Linked DNA regions of Mus musculus: region 2 is linked to region 1. A link is a contact called in public HiChIP or PLAC-seq data. All regions are on one chromosome and are shown on one strand. Each heading gives the region's core, a stretch centred on a gene start, on an enhancer-like site or on the middle of the called end of the contact. The rest is flanking DNA. Distances are from core to core; before and after follow the strand shown.

Evidence for each region. HiChIP or PLAC-seq counts read pairs in DNA pulled down with a chosen protein or histone mark.
Region 2: a contact with region 1 is called in a FOXA1 HiChIP or PLAC-seq map of pancreatic cancer cells. The contact joins two enhancer-like sites. A contact is called at or near these places in 1 of 39 promoter capture datasets (pre-B cells), 1 of 115 datasets of contacts at active chromatin or transcription factors (pancreatic cancer cells) and 1 of 9 other capture datasets (adipose tissue).

Annotation. Positions count from the first base shown.
Region 1 is chr11:50,437,523-50,443,904 of GRCm38.p6, forward strand. No RefSeq gene overlaps it. Among named protein-coding and RNA genes, the nearest start is that of Rufy1, 9.6 kb to the left of the region's middle. Within about 2 kb of position 2,434, at least 55 of the 459 cell types and tissues checked have an H3K27ac peak or open chromatin away from gene starts, as enhancers often do. A contact at or near this core is called in pancreatic cancer cells, where this site is marked.
Region 2 is chr11:51,764,108-51,770,489 of GRCm38.p6, forward strand. The region is part of intron 1 of Sar1b (secretion associated Ras related GTPase 1B); the gene reads left to right. Among named protein-coding and RNA genes, the nearest start is that of Sar1b, 3.6 kb to the left of the region's middle. Within about 2 kb of position 3,919, at least 33 of the 459 cell types and tissues checked have an H3K27ac peak or open chromatin away from gene starts, as enhancers often do. A contact at or near this core is called in pancreatic cancer cells, where this site is marked.

The DNA of each region.
Region 1 (6,382 bases), core at 1,184-3,683:
TTCTGGCCCATGCCTGCTTTTCAGACAGGAAAGGACGTCTGATCACAAGGGGTCATCTTTCTAATCTCTAAGTAGTTATCCCCCCTACACACCCCATATGGCTATCCTCCTACCCACCCCAAGTGGTCATCTTTCTAATTTCTAAGTAGTGATCCCCCTACTCACCCCAGATGGTTATCTTTCTACCTCTACTCCAAGTGATTAGTCTCCTGGGCCACCCTCATGGGAACTGAGAATACAGGCTTTTGCCACCAGACCTGGTATTGGGGAGGTTTTGTTTTTGAGTTCTGTTTTAGTCAGCTTTGTACTACAGTGACACAATAATTTTAATAATCAACTGAATACAGGAAAAGGTTTATCTTGGGAAAATTATTTTGAGATTACAATATAATTAGGTCATTTCCTCCTTCTTGTTTCTTCTTCTAGCCCCTCCCATATGTCCCTCCTTTCTCTCTTTCAAAGTCATGGCCTCTTTTTTCATTAATTGTTGCTATATGTGTATATGATTATGTCTACCCATATAGTCCTAAATACATAAATGCCTCCTGCTCAGTCTGTATAATGTTATGTGTGTACATGTTTTTAGGGATTATCATTTGGTATTGGGTAACCAATGGATGGTCTCTTCTCTGGGGAAGAGTATTTCTCTCACTCCCAGAATTCCTTCATTGCCCATAGTCCTTTGTGAAGGATTGAGGCCTTGTGGGCTTTCTCCCTTCCACTTTAGGCTGCTATTGTTGACTGACAAGGTTTTAGTCCACTGACTCTTAATCTTGCTGCTTTGGGCCTGTGTTGAGACAGCACAGCATGGCCCGCTGTGTGTGTGTCTCTGTGTGTGTGGTTTGACTCTGTTAGCTATATTTTATTTTATTTTATTTTATACTTAGGATCGTCTTCTGAAAGAGCAGCAAATACTCTTGCTTTGAATTGCAGAGCTACCTCTTCAGGCCCCATAGAAATAATTTTAAAGTAAGTAAAAGGTTAAGTGTCAAAAATATAACAATGGAAATAAAAGATGTGAGAGAGAAAGAGAGAATGAATGAGAGCTGAAGAAGAAATGGCCACGTTGGAACAGCACCTTAAACAACCCTCCCAGAAGCAGCAAAGGAAACTCAGAGAACTAGATGATAAAAGGTGAGGGGCCAGACTTGCTGGAGAGATGGCTCAGAGGTTAAGAGCACTGGCTGCTCTTGCAGACAATCCAGGTTCAGCTCTGAGAACCCATAGGGTGGGTGATTCACACCCATCTGTAACTCCAGTTCCATGAAATCTGATGGTGTCCCTCTTCTGGTTTCCACAGGCACACATGTGGTGACCATACATACATACACGCAGGCAAACACTCATACACATAAAAATCAAAATACAGCCTTTAAAAAAATAAAAAATAGACATTTAGAAAACACGATTATAAAACCCTGAGTTCAGACCCATAGCACAATGTAAAAAGCTTGGTACAGCTCCACGTGCAGCAGTTCCAGAGTCTGGGTGGGGCGGCCGGAAAGGGGCAGCTCCTTGGAGCTTGTTGGCCTGCCAGGCTAACCAAAATGGCGAGCTTAGTGAAGGGACCTTGTCTCAAAAGAGAAAGGGGGAGAGGAATTAAGATAAATACTCAACATCAGCCATCAACCTTTGGTCTTCACAAGCACATGTATGGTGGGTGCACATGCCTGCACACACATGTGCCCACGTGTTGTCACATGTACAGTTACCACTTATGCACACACACACACACACACACACACACACACACAAGATAAAGAGAAGTTCCCTTACAACTGGCGGTTTAGGGGTAAGACTGACCTCAGAGTTTCTGAGGCAGCAAAGAGTGAGAATAGAAAGTGAGTGCCCTAGATTCACTTTTGCTGCTACGATAAAATAGCCTTACAACCCCCCCCTCCGTCCTTACCCCTGGAGGCCCCCCCCCCCCCGCCAATTTTAAAGAAGTAAGGAACTGTTTTAGCTCACAGTTCCAGATTACAGCCCACCATTGCAGGGAGGTCACAGTGACAGGAGCTTGAAGTGCCTGGTTATAGCACATCCGTGATCTAGAGCACAGAAAAAATGAACACAGGTCTGTGTAGTTAGTGCTCAGCTAGCATTCCCTGCTCTCAGATAGAGCGATGCCCAAACCAAGGGAATGGTGCTGCTTACTCTCAGCCTGGGTCTTCCTATCTCAATTAAAGCAATCAAGACAGGTGTCCCTCAGGCATGTTCAGAGGCCAACCGGATCCAGACAAATGCTCACCTAGATGTCCTTCCTAGTGTGTCTCCTTGACAATTAAAGGAAACGTTATAGAGTGAGTACATTTTTCAGTATTGTGAGCCCAGAGACGCAGCTATCCGGGCAAATGTTCATCTACACATGTGCATGTCATTAAGTAACACTCGAAGGAGGGCAGCTCCTCAGATGTTTGCTCACACAATGACTCACACTGGAAACAAGTCTAGTTTCCTATGACTCAAAATCCAGAAGCAGTAAGAGCAACAATGGATACATTTCATTACACAAAAAAGTAAAACGTGGGGGCGGAGAGATGGCTCAGTGGCTGCTAACTGCATTTGCTGCAGAGGACCAAAGTTCAGTTACGGGAACCCATGTGGGCTAGCTCACAACCGCCTCTAACTTCAGCTCCAGGGGATTTGACGCCCCCTTCTGTCTTCCTTAGGCACTGCATGCATGTGGCACACACAGGCACACTCTTCAACCTCAGATGATATGTGCATCATCTCTGTGCTATATGCCTGATGGCTGCCTTTTATCTAGTGAATTTTCAGTTGGGGTACAAAATAATAGGGCTCGTTATGACATTTTCTTACATATGCATATCTAACCTCCATCATCCTCTCTCTTCCCTTCTCCTCCATCCCATGTTCCTCTTCATCCTCCCAAATAGTTCTCCTTCCATGTTGTGCAAATGACACAATTTCCAGGCTGGCCTAGAACTCAGTTCTTAGTTCAGGCTGGTGGCAATTGTCATGCCTGCTTCCCGACTGCTGAGATTACAGGACTGAGTCACCATGCCCAGCTTTAAAAAAATCATTATTTTTTAAATATAGTACATATATATTTAATATTATGTGTATGTGGATTATGCTGGCATTTGTGTCTGTGTATCACTTACATGCATGGTATTCACAGGGGCTGGAAGTTGGGCTCAGATTCCCTGGAACTGGTGTTATCGACAGTTGTTAGCCACCAGGGATGGGGAAGATAGTTCATTTGATAAAGACAGCTGCCATACAGGAGTGAGGGCCCGAGTTCAGATCCCCAGCAGCAACATAAAAACCAGCATTTGCTGTAAGCATCTGTGACCTCAGCATTTGGTGGGATGTGGAGGGAGAAGACAGAAGAACAAGAATCCTGGAACGCACTGGCCAGCCAGCTGAGTCAATCCCTGAGTGTCAGGGTCACTGGGACCTTGTCTCGAAATATAAGGCAGAGAGTGAGTGAGAAAGACATATGGTGTCAATGTCTGGCCTCCGCACATGTGCATACATGTGAGTGTGCACACTTACACATGCAAACACCCATAGCAACGTGTGCACATCACACACACACACACACACACACACACAAAACATACAAATATATAAAGGGAGGGAGAGAGAGACAGAGACAGAGTCAGAGTCAGAAACACATACAACGCACACACAGACAGAATCCACTTTGTATTTATTGAGTTTGGGCTATCTAACATTTTATTGGAGTGTTGACTAGGTGATTGGCTACTTGAGTCTAGACCAGGGATACTCAAGCTGGGGTGGAGGGACCCTTTTACAGGGGTCACCTAAGATCATGGGAAAACACAGCTATTTACATTATGATTCATAACAGTAGCAAAATTACAGTTACAAAGTAACAACAAAATTATTTTATGTTCAGGGATTATCACAACACGAAGAACTGTATTAAAGGGTCACAGCATTAGGAAGGCTGAGAAACACTCGCTGGTCTAGACTCTAGGAAGATCTAGAAATGTGGACGTTATTAATGTACAGACAGTATTAAAGTACAAACCGAGGCAAGATAACTATATGAAGTCAGGACAGATTTGGGCCTCTGCCTTGGTAACAAACAGCCCCCAAATCTGGTTAGATTTAAAATTTTTTTTTTGGAGATGATCTTATTCCTTAGCCCAGGCTGACCTGGAACTTACAATCCTCCTGCCAAGTGGTGGAATTTCAGGCGTGCGCCACCACACCTGGCACCGCACTTCGTTTCTTGCTCCTGTGAAGCCTGCTGCAGGTCTGGGCTTCTTCCCAGCCCATCTGTCTCTCATAGCGTGACTCAGCCATCCAGCTGCTTTGGTTTTTGGTCACACGTCTCGATGTGAAGATCTTTTCAAATAGCTGTAGCCAGAGAAAAGGCAGCTGGAGAGTCGTGTGCCAGGCAGTGCCGGGAAATGACCTGCCTCTTCTGTTCACAGCTCCTAGGCCAGGACTAGTCACAGATGCCTTTCCACTCACTGGCAAAGCAGGAGAGGATATACAGATGAGCCAAGAGAACAAGGGAAAGTAGGTGGACAGAGAGGGAAAGGAGACCATGGAGAAGTAGAGCCAGCAAAGTGGATAGGGGAATAGAGGTGTGTTAAAGGAGGGGTGGAGGGAGATATCACAGAACCCAGGGAGGGAGTCACCAAAATGGGCAGGAATCCAGCTGCAATCCCAGGGTTTAGGAGGCTGAGGCTGGAGGACTGAGATGTGGAGGCCAGCCCGTGCTGGCTGCTGAGACCCCGGACCCCGCCCTACCCCATACACAAAGAAGAGGAAACTAGGGAAGCGAGCTGACTGAGGACCAGCAGGCAGAGACAACCTGAGATCTTGATTAAAATAATTTCCCAGAGCCGCATGCAAAACCAAGCAAACAGAAGCCTATTTGGCGTAGGCTTAAGTGAGATGGTGGGACGTGGGGAGGAATGAGAGATTAGTAAAGCCAAACAACTGGCAGAGGAGGTAAGACTGGGTGTTCTGTTTGTTCTCTTCAGTCAGGGCGGGCAGCAGCATCTTAATATGCTAGAGAAGGCCAGTAATGTGGAAAGCTGATGGAGCTGGAGGGAGGATGCTGGAGATGGACAGTACCTTGGGCAGGTGGGGGTGTGGCTGTAGGCACAGCCAGGATTACTCTCCATGGGAAGCAGGGGGAAGACAGAGGGGTTGGTAAGGATTCTGAGAGGAGAAACCCCCACCTCCTGCTCCCAGGGACACACCCATATTGTTTTTTATTCAGAAACTTCCTTACTCGCTCACATGCTGTGTGTTGTGCTGGAGAGTAGCTCAGGTTGTTGCGCTTGCTAGGCAGGTACCCTACCACTGAGTGACACCCTTGACCTACGCTTGGGCTGTTGCTTTTTAACCTCAGAGAAGTGTAATAACATTTTAATGTTTACCTGGCGACACTAATACTATGAAGTTACATTTATATTTGAGGTCACAGTCAGCACTAGTATGTCAATTACACTAGCATTTCATGTTATTATCATTATCATTTACAACACTAGTACAGAATCACTAAGTTTCTTGCTGGTCAGAAGATTCAAATTGGAATCTTACATCTAGTACTTATTCTAGCTGCCTCACCTGTAAAAGAGAGCCATGGCTGGAAAATGGGGGCAAGGGCTATGCTATAAAGAATGTTGGAGAGGAGTGTACGTCTTCCAAGGGCTTCAGCCTGCCTGTTGGTCTCCGGGTGGTTTAATGCACACTTTGTGAAAGACTGAAATGATTCAGTCCACACATGTAGAAGAAGATGAAAAGTTAACTCTTCCACCTACAATACCTAAACACATACCACATATTTATACATGCCCCACAGACATATATACAACACATGCCAGCATACATCACACACAGTACATACACAAAAACACGTACATAGACAAAATGTGCTGCAGCAAAACACATGGTATGTGCACGTACCACATACAATATGACATGTCACATAGAACACTCCATATATACCCAGACAAGGCAGACACATAGCATATGTACCTGTACACCCACAAGGCACACACATTTCCTGAAAGATACTGTATCATATGCATGCACATATATCTCATACAATACAACATGCAAACCATATGCACATGCTACGTGCACATATATTTATACCATGCCATATGCACAAATGCCTTGCTTACAGTACACTAGATATCCTTGCACACACAACCTATGTCCACACACTCCACATGTTCACACACTCACACACTATGTGTTGCTCATAAAATATGTATAGATATATCTAAGGCACAAACACAACTGTGATCCATAATCAGAAGAAGATTGTAATGACTAAAAGTACCACTAGGGGGCACTGTGTTACTTATCCATAATTCAGTCTTTGCCTTCTTTTATGCAATAATTAGACTGTATACAGTAGTTT
Region 2 (6,382 bases), core at 2,669-5,168, 1.3 Mb after region 1:
TGGTAGGATGAGCGAATTAGGGGTCATAGACAGCTGGAGAGGCTAGGACGGCTCTGTGTTGTCCCAGTAAGTGTGGCGGTCACTGGGCCTCCTCATTCTCCGTACTTACCGTATAGCTCAAGCCGGGTTGAATGAAGGGGAAAGATACTAATGGGGGGAAAAGTCAAGATTTTACGATAAGATAAAATTTATTTTGAAAGGTTCAAGTGTAGTCTTGTTAACTGAAGGAAAAAAATTTATTAGGAGTTTAACGTATTGGGATGAAGTAAATTGAACTTACTGTCACGTATTTGAACATTCTTAAATCAAGCTCTGTGTGGGTGTCATCTTACCTTGAATGTCTGTGTCCTTTGTTTAAATATTGGTCAGAGTAGTTACAGTGAAAAAGAAGGTGCCACCTGTACAGCACCGCAGTCTGCTAAGGAAGACACCCCTGTCAATTATTTTACAGGTGACCAATAAGGGTGATTTTACAGTTTGCCAATGATGAGTGTCATCAGTCAAACAGGGCAATGCATGCCTACCATTGCACCTTTTGGTACATTTGGGTTTGTGACCACAATATTTTGACCTTTAAAAAATTTTTGTTTGAACATAGGCAGGCACTCTGACCCTACAATTCCACCTACTCAAGAGGGCAGGGGCATCATTTGAGCCAAGTCTGCCTTCGAAGATCTTATCTCAAGAAAACAAAATTGGTCTCAGAGTTAAGCTGCTCCCAGGCATTTCTGAGTTTACAGAAAAGGAAAGTGTCCTTGTTGTCAGGATGTTAGAGAAGCGATTCTGTAGTTGTGAAGTTTTGCAGTTTGAATACGGTGAACTCTAGATTTCCTCTGCCTTGTGCTATTGGAGTAGAAATGTAAGCAGGACTTGACACAAAGGAGCAGTCTATCAGATGTGGAAATCACTGCCACCTCATTCGAAACTTACAAACTAGAGTGCTATAGCAGTGATTCACCTCATCCCCACCCCTCTCTCACGGACAAAGTTGGCTGAAACTCACTGAAATTACTTTTTTTGCAAAACATGATAAAGTTTCTCCATTGTATGTACTTTTTACAAAAAATTTGGTTATTGTTTTATTAATGTTGGTAATGTTTTATTACATATGTATTATGAGTGTGTCTGAGTTAAAGATCATATCAGGGAATTCATGCCAAGGTGTGGGTTTCTGAAATTAAACTCAGGTCATCGGGCTTGGTGATAGCACCTTGACCTAATAAGCCATCTGGATAGCCTTCTATTGGTGTTTTGAGGATGGAATTTATTATCAGATATACCAGTCTGAGTTGTCTTAGTCCACTAGAGGCAAGTCCAAATTCACTGCCAGTCTCACAACATTCTTTTAGTTGTTAAGACTAGGTCTTGCTTTGTAGTCCAGGCTGGCCTCTTTGAGATTCTCCCCCATCAGCCTCTCAAGTGTTCTCTCTCCCTCTTTCCCTCTCTTTCCCTTCCTCCTTTTTTCTACTATCCTTTTGACAGAAGGTTTTTTCTTCTTCTCCTGTTATACACTCTTAAAGCTGTATTTCTTGTGGTCTTAACCTTCTTTCAAATGGCTGCCACTTTTCTCCAGAGGAAACAAGTACCCACTTTTTAAAAATTAAATGAATTAAAAAGTTTAATTCAGGGCTGTAGACATGGCTCAGCTGCCCTTCCTGAGGTTCTGAGTTCAATTCTCAGCAACCACATGGTGGCTCACAAACCATCAGTAATGAGATCCGGTGCCCTTTTCTGGCGTGTCTGAAGACACTGACAGTGTGCTCAAATATATAAAATAAATAAATCTTTTAAAAAGTTTAATTCATACAATTGCTTTGTATTGGGGATTGAGCTGGAGTCAGTTATTGTCCCGTAAGCTGTTTTAGGTAAGATGTGTGAAGCAGAGCACTTCTGAGATTTAGTGTGCAGAACACCGAGGTGCAAGGCAGATGGGGTTGTGCATCCCTTTAGTGCAGCCCTCAGGCAGGGGTGGCTGGGGCTCACGGAAAGTCCCAGGCCAGCTACATAGTGGCACCCTGTCAACAAACAAACAACAATAACAGAACTTGGTCAAGCATAGTTTTACCTGGTAGCACAGGCTGGCCTTGAACTTTGGATCTCATGTCTACCTCCCAAGTGAGTAGATTACAGGCCTGTGTGCTATCCCATGCCTGGCTTATGTGCTGTCAAACTGCAAGCTAAGCAAGCACTCTACTAACTGAGCTATGTCTCCAGCCTGTCCTTTGTATTTCTAGTGGTAAATTAGATTACAGATAGCATGCTATCTCTTTGTCTTGTATGTGGGGGAGGGATTGTGTATGCCATGTTGAGCATGTAGAGATCAGAGTACAACCTGGGGAAGTTAGCATACAAAATAATGAGTTTTATTGTGACTTTTTAAAAGCTCTATGTTATGGGTATTTTGCCTGCATCTATTTATGTGTATGGGTCTTTTGCCTACATATATGCATTTGTACTGCATGCATGCCTGATGCCTGTGGACCAGAAGTAGCCATCAGATCCCCTGGAATTAGAGTTACAGATGTTGTGAGCCACCATGTAGGTGCTGGGAACTGAGCCTGGGTCAGCAAGAACAAGAGGTCTTAACGTCTGAACTGCCTCCCCAGCCCCTGTGTTAACATTTTCATCTTCGTGTATCTTGCTTATATTTGCTGTGCTGTTTTTGGTCGTCATTGTTGTCTGTTGGAGACAGAATCTCATTAGTCCAAGCTGGCCTTAATTCACTATGATCTGTCATGTCACAAATGCTGGACTTATAAGCACACCATACTCCAAGAATAGTGGTATACACATTTAATTCCAGCACTGGGAAGGCAGAAGCAGGCAGATCTCTGAGTTCAAAGCCAGCCTGATCTACACAGTGAATTCCAGCCCAACTAGGGCTACTCAGTAAGATCCTGACTCAATAAAAATAAAAAAAGAATCATAATGTAGTCCATTGCTGGTCTCAAACCAGGAATCCTTCAGCCTTAGCCTAGAGCTATGATCAGGTGAGTGTCACACTTTTTGGTTTGTAGTGAAATTTCTGTGCCTGTGTTTGCAGGATACTTTCCTAATACTTGCTATGGTGGCACTCAGTGACAATATATTCCTATGCAACATGGAAACAGGGCTGGCAAGGTGCTTCCTCTGGTCAAAGTGCTTGCTGCACAAGTCTGGCAGCCTGAGTTCAAGCCCCAGTGCCTACAAAGCTGTCCTCTGACCTCCACACAGGTGCCATGACACATGAGCCCCTAACACACACACACACACACACACACACACACACACACACACGTCAGTAGATTTTAAAATGAGAATGCTATTGATTAATTTCATATTAAAAGTTATTAAGTTGGGCATGGTGACATGCTTATAACTCTAGCACTTGGGAAATGAAGTCTGAGCTACATGGTAACTTGTCTTTTAAAAATAAAAACCTCAAGAATAAGGATTCTGTTTCCTCATAAATTATTTGTAAACATAAAATGTCCATTTAAGGTTTTTATTTGCTTTTATGTCGAATGATAGCTTTATTGAACTAGACTTGACATACCGTAATATTCTCCATTTTATAGTATGCAGAGTGTTCCCAGTATAGTCACAATGTTACACAACCTTCACCACTATTCTAGAACATTTTTTCTCACCTCTGAAAGCAACCCTGTTCCCATTAGCAGTTGCCCAGACTCCTCTCCCCCTTCTGACAGCACTAATCTGCTTGCTCTCAAGCAGATTTGCCTGCGTGGACATTTCACGTGGAGAGTTATCCATACAAGTTCAACGAGTCAGAGTTTTAAGCAGTGATTTGTAACCTGAGTTCTGTTCACTGCGCTGATTTTCATGTTACATGAGTAGATTGCAAAGTCTTTTCCTGTTTGGTGTTCGTGCAATAAATAAATCTGCTGATGTGGGATGTTTCCTTGTCAGTGACCTTTGCTCTTCACATCCCTGTGATGTGTTCCTGGGTTGTGTAACCTGTTCCCAGGGCTCAGGTGTCTGTTTGTAGCTAAGTGGCTTTATTCTTAGTTGGATGTTTTTATTTTTGCTTCGACTTGAACAAAACAGAAACAAAGAGATATTTTTATTTTAGTAATTCCTAGCTTGTTTTGAGGGTTTAGTAAATTATAATTTTATAGAACTATGACTATCTTCTCCAGTAGAGTTTCTCTGTGTAGGTAGGTAATTTCTGAGTTAGATTTTATAATCATAGACTGGCAGCACCCTCGTGCAGGAAAATCCTTTTCCTGTTCTACTCGCCAGCACTTTTTGTAGCTCCCCTGACACACCATCATCCCAGTGAAGACTTTGCCTCTTGACTCAGTGCTGCTTTGTGTAGCAATGCCCTCTGCTCTTTTAGATGAGTCTAAGACCTGTCACTGTGTACGCGGCACCTCCTACCCTGGCTTCCTGCACCTTTCACCCCAATGTCCCTTTATCTTTCCATGCCTGACCTTAGAGCTGCCACCACCCAGACCAGAACTTCTTTGAACCCTGCTCTTCCTATTCTGATGCACCCTGGCCTGCTTCACCTCTCCCTGTTTACTACAGCCACACTTGTCTTCTGGTTTCCAGACCCTCCCTCTACTCTGTTGGCGCTGTTCTGTGGAAGCTTGCCTTTGGTCAGCTCTGTTCTTACACCGATCCTTTGTCTGCTCAGCCTGCACTGGGTCAGCTCACCAGGGCCTCTCACTGTGCCCTCCAGTGCTCTTCTCGAGCTCTCTATGCTCCTCTCAGCTTCAGGGTCACACTCAGAGCCCTCTCCCCTTGGCCCTTTTTTCTCTGTCCTGGAAGTCTGAATTTTCTAAAGCCCAACATCACAGAAGGTGGGGTTGTAATGTGGGGGTGTTGAGGAGAAACACATCAGTGATGGCCGCTGCTGAAAATGTTTCTTAGATCTCTAACTTTTTTTTTTTCTGTTAAACTCAGTGCTGGCCTGGTGGTGGTATCAAATACCTTTAATCCCAGCATGAGGAAGCAAGAGGCAGGTAGATTTCTGAATTCGAGGCCAGCCTGGTCTACAGAGTGAGTTCAAGGACAGCCAGGGCTACACAGAGAAACCCGGTCTTGAAAACTAAAAATAATGAATAAATAAACTCAGTGCTATGGCTCAAATCCTGTTCCTTTCATGTTCTTGGGTAAGCATGCTACCCACGAGGTACATCCCCAGCCTTTTGAACAGTCATTTAACTTGATCCACCATTACAGTACTTGTCCTATATATTTCAAAATTTCCTCACTCCCACTATTTTTGAGACAGGTTTCAATATATGTGTAGCCCAAGCTGGCCTTAAAGTCAGTCTTTAAACTTAGCTTTCTAAACTCTGGGATTTTAGGTGTGTGCCAACAGGCTCTATGCCTCTCCATCTTTGGAAGTCAGATTCTCTGGGCCTCCCTCCTCTGACCCATACAGGAAGGGGTGCTCTCAGTGTAAACTCCTAATCAGATTAGTGTTCCCCTCTTTCTCTCTATTATGTAGCTCTCTGTCTTGGACCTCACTCTGTAGACCAGGCTGGCCTTCATCTCCCAGAGATCCACCTGCCTCTGCCTCCCTAGGCTGAGATTAGAGGTGTGCACCCCATGCCCAGCTCTTCCGGAAGGTTTTCCCTTTCATTTTATCATTATACCCATCCCTCACTTTTCCTGAAGAAGAAATTCTTATTTTTCTCACTCCATTTCAAATGTATTTATATATTTAGACTTCTGCTATCTAGCTCAGGCTGGCCTAGGACCTTCACCTTAGACTCCTCAGTGCTGGGACTTATAAAAGTATTCTACCACATCCATTTCAAATGTGTTTTTGTTTTTGTTTTTGTTTTTGTTTTTGTTTTTAAATCTATTTGGGGACTGGAGAGATGGCTCAGCAGTTAAGAGCACTGGCTGCTCTTCCAGAGGTCCTGAGTTCAAATCCCAGCAACCACATGGTGGCTCATAACCATCTGTAATGGGATCCAATGCCCTCTTCTGCTGTGTCTGAAGACACCTATAGGGCTGGTGAGATGTCTCAGTGGTTAAAAATACTGACTGCTCTTCCAAAGGTCCTGAGTTCAATTCCCAGCAACCACTTGGTGACTCACAACCATCTGTAATGGGATCTGATGCCCTCTTCTGGTGTGTTTGAAGACAACAACAATGTACTCACATACATAAAATAAATAAATGAATCTTAAAAAAAAAGATATCTATAGTGTACTCATACATAAAATAAATCTTTGAAAAATATCTATTTTACTTTTAAACCTTTAAATTTATTTTATGTATACAAGTGTTTTGCCTGTATTTATGTTACATGTACCATGTGCCTGTAGTTTTAAGAAGAGGGGATCAGATCCCCTGGGATTGCAGTTGCAGATGATTGTGAGCCACTATGTGGGTACTGGGAATCAAATCTGGGTCCTCTGCA